Regions from separate parts of the Mus musculus genome. Here region 2 is linked to region 1. A link is a contact called in public promoter capture Hi-C data. All regions are on one chromosome and are shown on one strand. The core of a region is the stretch at or near the end of the contact, and the rest is flanking DNA. Distances in the headings are between cores, read along the strand shown.

Evidence for each region. Promoter capture Hi-C pulls out the DNA fragments that hold promoters and counts their contacts.
Region 2: a contact with region 1 is called in a promoter capture Hi-C map of neural stem cells. The contact joins the promoter of Klf3 here to the enhancer-like site in region 1. A contact is called at or near these places in 17 of 39 promoter capture datasets (the 3T3-L1 cell line, the C10 cell line, HPC-7-derived erythroid cells and 13 more), 3 of 15 datasets of contacts at CTCF or cohesin (the NIH/3T3 cell line, large pre-B cells and pro-B cells), 12 of 484 Hi-C or Micro-C datasets (3T3-L1-derived adipocytes, the HL-1 cell line, the MC3T3-E1 cell line and 8 more), 32 of 115 datasets of contacts at active chromatin or transcription factors (CD8 T cells, the SCID.adh cell line, T-cell acute lymphoblastic leukemia and 25 more) and 3 of 9 other capture datasets (adipose tissue, embryonic stem cells and liver).

The regions. Positions count from the first base shown.
Region 1 is chr5:64,538,709-64,544,150 of GRCm38.p6, reverse strand. No RefSeq gene overlaps it. Among named protein-coding and RNA genes, the nearest start is that of Gm31423, 9.5 kb to the right of the region's middle. Within about 2 kb of position 2,115, at least 19 of the 459 cell types and tissues checked have an H3K27ac peak or open chromatin away from gene starts, as enhancers often do. A contact at or near this core is called in the SCID.adh cell line, neural progenitor cells, neural stem cells and 1 more, where this site is marked.
Region 2 is chr5:64,800,701-64,806,142 of GRCm38.p6, reverse strand. It overlaps Klf3 (Kruppel-like factor 3 (basic)), which reads right to left and starts at 2,622. Exons shown (of 6, transcript NM_008453.6): 1 at 2,352-2,622. Gm38457 reads left to right here. Exons shown (of 2, transcript XM_006504241.4): 1 at 1-2,093; 2 at 2,184-3,773. The coding sequence starts at 1,854. The coding sequence ends at 2,648.

The DNA of each region.
Region 1 (5,442 bases), core at 866-3,365:
AGCTAGCTGTTAAAAGCCCCCCTACTGTTACCGCTCGGGGGGGGGGGGGGGGTCGAACTCCCCTGCCCTGTGTGGCAAAAAGAGTTCGTCCTCAGCTAGCTGACAATAAAGCTTCTTGCAGTTTGCATCAGGTGTAGTTTTCTCTCGAGTTATTGGGGTGCCGGCCAGCTCATCCCGGGACTTGAGCAGAGGTCTCCCCAGTTTCGGGGGTCTTACACTTCCTGTTATTTTTGTTGTTAGAGGTGGAATTATGCTTGTGTGGCTATCTTCTTTGGGGTTTGTTGAAAGACAACTTTCTTGCTTCTTCTAGGGTGTGGTTTTGCTCCTTGTGTTGGTATTTCCCATCTATTATCCTTTGTTGGACTGGATTTGTGGAAAGATATTGTGTAAATTTGGTTTTGTCATGGGATATCTTGGTTTTTCTGCCTATGGTAATTGATAGTTTTGCTGGGTATAGTAGCCTGGGCTGGCATTTTTGTTCTCTTAGAGTCTGTATGACATCTGCCCAGGATCTTCTGGCTTTCATAGTCTCTGGTGAGGAGTCTGGTGTAATTCTGATAGGCCTGCATTTGTGACTTGACCTTTTCCCCTTAGTGCTTTTAATGTTCTTTGTTTAGTGCATTTGATGTTTTGATTATTATGTGATGGTAGGAATTTCTTTTCTGGTCCAGTCTCTATGGGGTTCTATAGGCTTCTTGTATGTTCATGGGCATTTCTTTCTTTAGGTTAGGAAAGTTTTCTTCTACAATTTTGTTGAAGATATTTACTGGCCCTTTAAGTTGGGAATTTTCACTCTCTTCTATACCTATTATTCTGAGGTTTGGTCTTCTCATTGTGTCCTGGATTTCCTGGATGTTTTGGGTTAGGTTTGCTCTTTATGTTTTCTTTGACTGTTGTGCCAATGTTTTCTATGGTATCTTCTGCACCTGAGATTCTCTCTTCTATCTCTTGTATTCTCTTGGTGATGCTTGTATCTATGACTCCTGATCTCTTTCCTAGGTTTTCTAACTCCAAGGATGTCTTCCTTTGTGATTTTTTTTTTATTGTTTCTAGTTCTATTTTTAGATCTTGGATGGTTTTGCTCATTTCCTTCACCTGTTTGATTGTTTGCCTGTAATTCTTTAAGGAATTTTTTGTGTTTCCTCTTTAAGGGCTTCTAGCTGTTTATCTGTGTTCTCCTGTATTTCTTTAAGAGAGTTATTTGTGTCCTTTTCAAAGTCCTCTATCATCATCATGAGAAGTGATTTTAGATCTGAATCTTGCTTTTCTGGTGTGATGGTGTGTCTAGGCCTTGCAATGGTGGGAGAATTGGGTTCTGATGATGCCAAGTAACCTTGGTTTCTGTTGCTTATATTCTTATGCTTGCCTCTCACCATCTAGTTATCTCTAGTGCCCTGGCTATATCTGACTGGAGCCTGTCTTTCTTGTAATCCTGGTTGTGCCAGAATTCCTCAGAGTCAAGCTGTCTCTGTGACCCTGGGATCCTATGATCCTGAGATCCTGGGTGTGTCTGAGCTCCTGGAAGTCAATCTGCCTCTGGACCCTGAGATCCTGGTGTGACCAAGCTCCTGTGATCCTGTGATCCTGGGTGTGTTAAGTACCTGGGAGTAGATCTTCCTCTGGGTGTTGTGAGACTGGCTGTAGAGTTTGTGCCCAAGGTCTGCTCAGGGCACAGGCCCAGACAAACTGGAAGGAACCCATGCCACTGGTCTGGTGGAGTTCCTGTGTGCTTGTGTCCCGCTGGTCCCAGTTACTACTCCCAGTGTTGGGTCAGATGTTATGTCCTCTTCACCTCTGATTCTATCAGGTCTTCTTTCTTAATTAACGTAATCTGGACACTCTCTCACAGACATGCTCAGAAATCAGTCTCCTAGGTGATTCTGGGTCCTGGAAAGGTGACAGCCAATATTAACGACAGCAACTACTTTCAGAAGGTACCTGTTGCTGACCTCATTTATGCTCCATCGAGGATCTGGAAGGCATCCAGAAGTCTATCAGTAAAACATATTTCAGTGATACTCAGAACATAAAGGAGAGGTGGAACTTTTCCTACAGCTGTGCAGTGGACAAGCAAGGGCCAACAAAAGCAAGCAGCAGCTGCAGTGCACACTCTAATTCCTGGTCACCAGCACCAGTCAGCAGTGGCACTAGCAGCAGGTGCTCTGACCTCCAACTGGCAGCTGTCCTAATTGACCTTGAAACCAACAGATTTCCATTCCTCCAGCTCTTCCAAACACCCAGTAAGTTCTGTATTTCCTGGCTTCATCTTTTCTTATGCAAACACTTGGAATGGTTTCATTTTTATTGTGTTGAATGTGACACAGAGCCCCAGTGTGAGGCTAGTCAGGGCTTGCTCTACTTTCTATACACACACACACACATGAAATAACTGGGGAGAAGATGTTTCTCTCCCAGAGTGCAATATGGTAATTAACACAAAACAAACCACATCCCTGATTGCTGAGATCAATCCCCAGGGAAACAAGCATCACTGCTTGAAGGTTTGTAATAGTCACCCTGTACAACCACAATGCTTGGTTCCAGTGTGGTCATATCCTGTGCCTCCTTTAGCCAACATCATAGTATCATAGAGAGATACACATGAAATTTCTTCAGATTATTCTTTCCCACGGTATTGATGAGATATATGCTTTCCTAGTGAAGGAGATGCATGGCAGGTCACAATCATGAATCACTAGCTGAATGCCAGACAAAGATGGAGGCACCAAGAGCATTATAAACAAATGAAGAACACATTATAGACTAACATTTCTGCTCCCAAGGAAGACTAGAAAAGCTGTGGACTTTTGTAAATCAAGTCACTTGAGTTTGTAGCCAGAAAAAGAAAGAGAAAAAGAAAAAGAAAAAGAAGAAAAAGACATTGGCCTTCTAAAGTATTGAATTTTTTTAAAAAAAAGATGTTTGTATTTTTTCTTTCTTTTTAGAGGTGTATTGAATTTTATACTATGATATTAACATGAGACTTTTGGGAGATGGGATAAAAATTTATGGCTCTAAGTGATATTTGTGTTTTAAGTTGGCAAGGAGTGGATTGTGCTAGTTAGCTTAAATATAAACTTGACACAACCTAACATTCATCTGGGAAGAAAGTCTTCATGAGGAATTTGTCTAGATCAGGTTGGGTTTTGGACATGTTTGTGTCGAGATTGCCTTGATTGTTATCTAACCTGGGAAAACCCAGCCCATTGAGGGCAGCACTATTCCCTAGGCAGGGGTTTTTGAACAGCCTAAGAAAGGAGAATACTAGCTGAGAACCAGCAAACAGGATGCATTTATTCTCTTTGCTCTTGAGTATGGATGTGATGTGCCTGGTTAAACTCTTACATTTAGTTCCCCACAGTGATTGACTCTATCCTGCAATCCTAAACTGAATACTTACCCTCCCACCCCCAGACTCATTTCAAACAAACATGTCATTTATAGAGAAGGCTCAAACTGGAAAACCTACCCACAAACACAAAATCTGCCACCCAGAAGATGCTAGGAAGCCTTCAGTTAAATGATACACAAAGGAAGAAAGGATTAAGGAGACATAAAGGCACCCTCACTTTAACAAGATTCACTACAATGCCTACCTTCTACTTCATGAGTCTGTTTCTATGTTCCAGGCAACAGCTGGTCCTACTTTATGGTTGTGGGTACAATGAGTTCTAGTAAATCCTGTGTAATAGATGCACTCATGTGCTCCATCTTTTAAACAATCTTCTTAATTAGGGTGCTGTCCTTTTAGCAAAGCATTTACACAGTTACTTTATTGCATTTGAATTCAACATTAGCTTCAATCGACTTAATATGATTTTATGGGTATTTTTTTTAAATTGCTGTACAATGAAGGGAATTTATTTTATCATTATGATGGAGTTATTCTCATGGATACTTAATATCTGTTGGTGCAGAGGCCTAGAAAATGCTATTAAGAAGGTAAGACCTCACACATGTGGTAGATGGTTGTCATTTTGCTGGTCTTGCCTGTATTAGTATAGTCTGATTCTGAGATCCTCTATTTCCTTATCTGTGAGATGAGACCAGGATCTTCCTTGCCTCAAAGCTATTGTGAACACCAAGTGAAACATCCTCCAGGAAAGGACTTTACGAAGCACCTAAAACTGTGTGCTTCTGGGTTTTTCTCTTCAGGTAGAAGCCCCAGTCGTCTAACCCATCTGGCTTTTGTGGATGTGTGGATGATGAAGAAGAAGATAGTTCCGAAGGCTCTGCAGAACAGGTGGGGCATATGCAGAGATGGGAGCCCCAGGTATCAGGGAGCAAGAGAAGATGACCAGGAGCAACAGAGGGCAGTGATGGGGTTAATCAGACCTTTGCTGTGGGCACCTGCTGACATCCCAATTACATCTGTACTTCCTCTTCATTATACCAAGTTGTCTTCCGGGCCTCTGCCTGCTCAGTCTCATCTGAAAACTCATGTTACTCACATTAGAGCCCAAACAAACTATTCTTTCCTTTCAGCACACCAATGTTCTGGAATATCGTCTTTGCTCTGGAGTGCTAGGATTTCATTTATTGGGGTCAAGTACATGAATAACCCTTTGAATATGGGTGAACTGGACCTTGACTGACACCAGGTTTCCACTGTCCGCTCACAGCATAGTTAGCTATGTGTCATCAGTGTCTTTTCTAAATCTGAAGACAAAGATTAATGTAAGTAGGTCACAGTATCTTCTGAATAATGCCATACCATTGTTATTCCAATACATACCTGTTATCAGTCTTCTTCATCATTGTATATCATAGCACATAAGAGCATTAGTCATGGGCATGAGAGATAGCTCAGTGGGAAAAAGAGCTTACTATAGCATTCCAAAAGATCTGTTTTGATCCCTGATATGTCCAAAAAGCTGTTATGGTAGCATGCATCTGTAATCCCAGTGTTCTTATAGCTATGGATACAGGAGAATTGCCATGAAGCCCATGGCCTGGAGTTGTCCTCTTGGGCTGGCAAAATGACTCAGCTGGTAAAGGTACTTACCGCCTAGCCTGGCAACCTGAATTCAATCCCTACACCCATATGGTGGAAAGGGACAACAGCCTAAGAAAATATATTTTCTGACCTCCACATTCATGCTGTATAATCCCACATTCATGTAGATACGCACACACAAACATAAACATGTGCAAAGTAAATAATGGTGAGAGAGCAAAAGCTATTTCCTGAGTTCCCAAACGCATACATCATATATATACACACCCCAAAATAATAATATTTAAGATCATGGCGTGAATGTAGTAGGCTACGTGCATAACATGTATGAAGCTCTGGGTTCCATCTCATGAACAACAACAACAGCAACAACAACAACAACAACAAACCAATCATGACAATCAACCCAAAGTTGTATTGTATTTTAAAGCATATAGGCTTGGAGGTCATAGCTTTAGGGCAAAGAGTCAGAAAATGTACATTTG
Region 2 (5,442 bases), core at 1,373-3,872, 260 kb before region 1:
ACACCAGCTTTATACAAGGGGACCTGCCCTATTTACAAACAGGAGCTGGGGCATACACTAAACATCCCAAGCACACATGCGATTTTATCATCTCCAAGCTGCAGAGACCTTCCGAGTTACCTAGTGCCAGCCTCCTTCCTGATTTCTTTTGTCCCTTTCAGCCAGGTCCCAAGGGCTAACAGCCCTGACTAAATTCTACGATGGAAAATGATCAGATCTAGCCCAGATCTAGCCATCATGCATATTGAGGAAGATCTAGAGAAGGCACTGCTGTAAAAATCCAGGTTACAACTGGGTTATCCCACAGAACCAAAGCTGGACCTAGTTCAAGCTTCCTTTGGTCACAGCTAGACAGAAGACAGACTTGGCCTCTTTAGCCACTTGAAAATCTCGTTTTTTTTTTTTTTCAAATGTAGTCAAGGACATAGCTACTCACTGGTTCTCCACATAAAGCTACTGAAAGTCACCCTTTTGGGAATGTGATTTTTACTGCAATTCGTAAACTCCAGCACCAGTTTTACCAGATAATCTAACAATGACTCTTTTCCCTGAGATATTCAAAGGCAGCAGGGTCCATTTAAAGTCCCACCCACAGTAGTTTTTTCTTTACATGTTGTTAGCCAAGATGATTTAACTCAACTCAGGTTTCCATTATCAGGGACTTACGGATTGGTCTGTAGACAAAACTACAGGTTAACAAGAAAAAAAAGGGGGGGAGGGGGGAAAGGCATCGCTGTACCCATAGCAACAAGATTGCATTTTAATATAGAAACTTTGCAGCAGAGAGACAATAGCTCCCTCCACAGCTATGTAGTTTTGTATTGGGAAGGGTTTGCAACCCAAGCAGCTACTGTCACTCCTACACTTTGATACTCTCCTTAATTTCAGCCAAATGGTCACTACAGAGCACCTCCACAGGACTTGGCTAGCGGCGACGGTCTGCAGCAAACCTCAATGATGAGAAAACTGATTTTTCTCTAGGGAGTATAAATTAATCAAACATCTTCTTTCAGGTTTCTCTAAACAGCCTAAGGTAAACACGCACGTTTAAGCCACGGAATAACTCAGGGGGCTCTTTCTTCATAAACCCTAACTTACAAAATTATTAAGATGTTTGTTACATTCCTGGGATGAGGCAAGTTATCATGCAAGCAGAATTTCTTATAAAAAGTGTTCCTCAAATTTATGCATAAAGTTCTCATTTATCTTAACTGGCCCACGTTCACTCAATTTTGCTTAGTGACAAGATATCAAATCCAAATGAATTCAGAATACCAATTCATACTTCCCCCCCAACACCACTCTTGAGAATAAAGTATCTCCAACAATATTAGAGGAAAAAAAATATAAGTTCTTAGAACCAAATCTCATGACTCCGTGTAAAATAAAATCTCAATGACTCTGTGTAAAGTGTTTATTTTGAAGAATACAAGGTAAACATTATCCAGTGTCCATTTAACCTGAATTATTCAAAGGCTCATTCATATTCAATTAGTATTATTGTAAAATACTACTATTGTAAGTACTGCAGTAAAAATTTACAGAAGTGTTTCTGTTATCCGCCAAAGACATGGATATGACAATTCCAACTCTTATTTGCCACCTCCAAGCTATCCAAAGGTTCTGGTCCACACCACTGTCCTGTGGTCCCTACAGGGCTCCGGTTCCCTAACACCGAAGGCGCTCTGCACTGCTAGCCACGCTGCAATCCTTTGCTTCAGGCACTGCGGCAGGTTCTCTCCAAGTCCCCAAAGGCAGTCTCTCCAAACCTCGGTGGTTCTTTTCCTCCCCCCTGCCTTCCCCCACAAGCCAAATGACCCAGCAGTTAGCGCGCTCCGGGTACGGAAAAGGGGATGCTTCTTCAGTCCCAATCGCCCCCAAGTTTCTCGCCAGGGGCGCTGGAGGCTGGGCTCCAAGTTTGCTGGGCGGCAGCTGGGGGGCGCGGGCGGGGGGCGGGAGCCCCGAGTCCAGGCGGGAGGGGGAGGAGCAGGCGCGCGGCCTCGCCGCTACCTGGCTCCTTCCAACGCGGCCGCTCGCGGGGTGCGCCGGGGGCTCCGATGGGAACCGAGCGCGGGGGACCCGGGACCACACAGGTGAGCCCCGCCCGCGGGCTCCCAATCCACCGAGTTCCCCTATCCCACGATCCCGCCCGCCATCCCCTCCCCCTCGCTCCTCCACCCCAGCTCCGAAGCACTTTCCCAAGCCCGAAGGAGCCCTCGCTGCACCCCGAACCCGTTCTCCGCGTCCTGCTTTCTCCGAAGGGAAAAAAAAAAGGAGAGAAAGAGAGAGAAGCAAGCAGATGCGGCGCAAAGCGGGGCGCAGGACGGCAAGGTGAGGGCGCGGGGACTTACTCTGCCAAGCGCGGTGCCGAGCGCAGCGGCCAAGAAACCCAGGCCCGGCTCCCCGGCGCCCGGAACCCCGCGGGCCGGCAGGTCAAGCGCTTCGGGCCGGACGGCGTCCGGGATAGGGACCGCGACCGCACGGACGCGCGGGTGGGGTTGGCTCGGGTGGCGCTCGCACTGCGCTCCGGCCGCGGCTCCGCGCGGCTCGGCTCCCCGCTCCCCTCTGGCTCCTTGGCACCAACTCTGGGCAGTCACATGACGCCGGCGCCGCTCGCTCTGCGAGCCTCCCCGGGGCTGGCGGGGTAAGTAGAGGCTGGGAGCCGGGGTGGGAGGGTCAGGGAGGGGCAGCGGGAGCCGCCACAGCCGCCCGGGCTGGGAGGGGTCCCCACCCACTTGGGTGGAGGCAGCCGCCGGAGGGGTCGGCGAGTCACTGGCAAACACGCACCCCGCCCTGCCCTTCCCCGCCCCCGCCTCCCGCGCCGCCCCCGCCCGCGCCCCGCCCAGTCACCCGGGGCCAGCCTGACAGACACTCATTATTCCCCGGAGCCGGGCGCCGCCCCGCCGGCTCGACCTGTCCCGGGAGGCGCGGCGCGGCCTCGGGGCTGGGCGTGAGCGGCCCCCGCCCGGCTCTCCACCCTGGGCCTCCACCCCGCCTGAGCGCTCCGCCCGGCGCCCTGAGCCCGCGGCCCCGCCCTAGCTGTCCTGGCCTCCTCGCTGCGGCCCGAGCCCCGGGGGGAAGGAAGGGCGGCGTTGGCCCGCTCCGGGCGTCACACGCTCTACGGCCCCTAGCGCCGCTTCCAAAACACACAGCCCGGGTTCGCAGGCGAGCCGAGGAGTGGGGGAGCGAGGCCGTCAATCACTCGCTCCCGCGGGAAGGGCCGCCCCTCCCGGGCAGAGGGCGGTGGAGCGGGTGTTGCGGCCCAGGATGCCCTGTCCCTACGTCGGGGAGCGCGGTGCTCCAGGAGCGATCGCTGCCTTGTGCACAGGGGTCGCGCTGCAGCCTGCGCGCTGGCGCTGTTCGGAGACTTCGGGTCGCCCCTGTTCTTTCGCCTACCCTGCAGGGGCCGCTTCCAGCCTGGAGGGACTTTTCTTGGAAAGGTGGAGACCCCCGGAGGAGTGCGACTCCCCAAGGGCCCGATGCTCTGGAGCGAAAAGGCGTTCGCTGGTCAGCCTTGCTGCCAGAAAATTTAGCAAACTTCGGGCAGATCCTCCCACCTGGGGCGAGAGCTCTGGCTGGCCTGGGGCTCAGCCCCGGGACCTTTCCTTTCACACTTTAAGAGCCTCAAGGCACTTTTTCCGTGGAAACCAGGCCAGCGCGAGGACAACTTCGCTGAGCTTGGTGCTAGGCTAGAGTCGGAGGCTTTTGAGTTTCCTTTTAAAACAGTATTAATGTAATAAGGAACGCAATAAAAAGAACAAAGGACAAATTGGTTCAATTGTTTTAGTTCTGTGTAATGTTTTAAAACAACCCGGCTTCAGTCTATGGCTTGTTATTACTTCAAGATGTTTTAAAGGCCCTGTAAGTTCACCATTCTCACTTCACTTTGATGCTTCAGCCAGGCATGGTACTACTTAAAACGTAGTGATACATAGATTCCCCACTCCTTGTTGTAACTACAAGGTACAATTAAACTAGAACCCAGTAACCTCCAACACTGAAATTGTCTGTCCTGAGGAGACCCAGAACCCACTAGTTCACATTCCAGTATAATGTCCTGTTTAAAATGTAAGTGGTGAGGGTCTTGGGTGGTTTATTTCCAAATAAAATAGTCAAAGAAAAAGTTGGGTTTTTGTTTGTGTGTGTGATTTGTAAATTGCTGCTCCTAGGTGACCAATCATTAGCAATATATTTGAATGGCTAGGATTTAAATGAGAGATAGAAAGAAAAAAAAAGATAAAGTAGATCAGATGGCTTGAAAAGTGGCCCAAGATAAGAAGGGTGGGGATGGGGGTGGGGGTTAACACCTTAGTGAGCACTGATTTGGGTGCCTCTAGGGAAAAAGATCTAATCAAAGCCTGAGTGCTTGTAGTGCTGAGTAGCTCAGCAAGAGACACAGAAACTCTTCCAGGTGGGCAAGTCGGAACTGCCTGAAGTCATCCCTGACCCTTGCCCCTCCCTAGCAGATCGCCAAACTGTCTCCCATCATTACTTACTCCTTGGCCACTACCCTGGTACACCCTGTTGCAACAGTGTCTCCCATTTGTAGCATGATTAAAGGTGTGGGAAGAGAGTGGAAGCAATGGAGTAAGAATGTCCTTTCTAAATAAAGTACAGATCTAAATGTGTCAGTTTCTTGGGTGACTCAGTTTGGGTTCGACCTTTCTATCTGTACCGAAGGGTATCTGTCTTAGTTACTTTTCTATTGCTCTGCTGAATGCCATGATCAAGCTACCTTCGAGAAGGAAGGGTTCATTTGGGGTTTGTGGTTTCATCCTCATCACCATCACCGTGGGAAAGTGTGGCCCCAGGTAGGTATGGCAGCAGGACCTGCTGAGAGCTTACATTCTGAACTGGAGAAGCATAGCACTAACTGGGGATGGGGTGGGGTGGCCTTTTGATATCTCAAGCCACTCCCCAGCAACCCCCTTCCTCCAGCAAGGCATCTCCCAAACCTCCGGAAACAGGGCTACCAACAGGAAACCAAGTATTCAGGTGCCCAAGAAGATCTCATTCAGACCAGCACGTTCTGCTCACTGGCATCTCTAGTCTGACCATACAGTAATGCAAAACACATTTAGTCCAGCTTCAAACGTCCTCATAGTCTTTCAGTCCCAACCCTGATTTCTAAGTCCAAAGTCTCTTCCAAGGCTCAAGACAATCTCTTAGTTATAACTTTCTATAAAATTTAAAAGCAAGTGACATGCTTCTAATGTACAGTGGCACAGAATATACACAACCATTTCAAAAGGGAGGGATGGAGGTATAGAGAGCAAATACTGGAGCAAAGCAACTCTGAACCGCAGCAGGGAAAAACTCCAAAGTTCTCTATCTCTTTGTCTGATGCCAAATGTCTCTAACATTCCAGCTCTGCTGCCGGTAACACACTCGTCTCTCTTGGGTCCATTCCACGCCTTATGGGCAGCTCTCCTTGGTAGATAT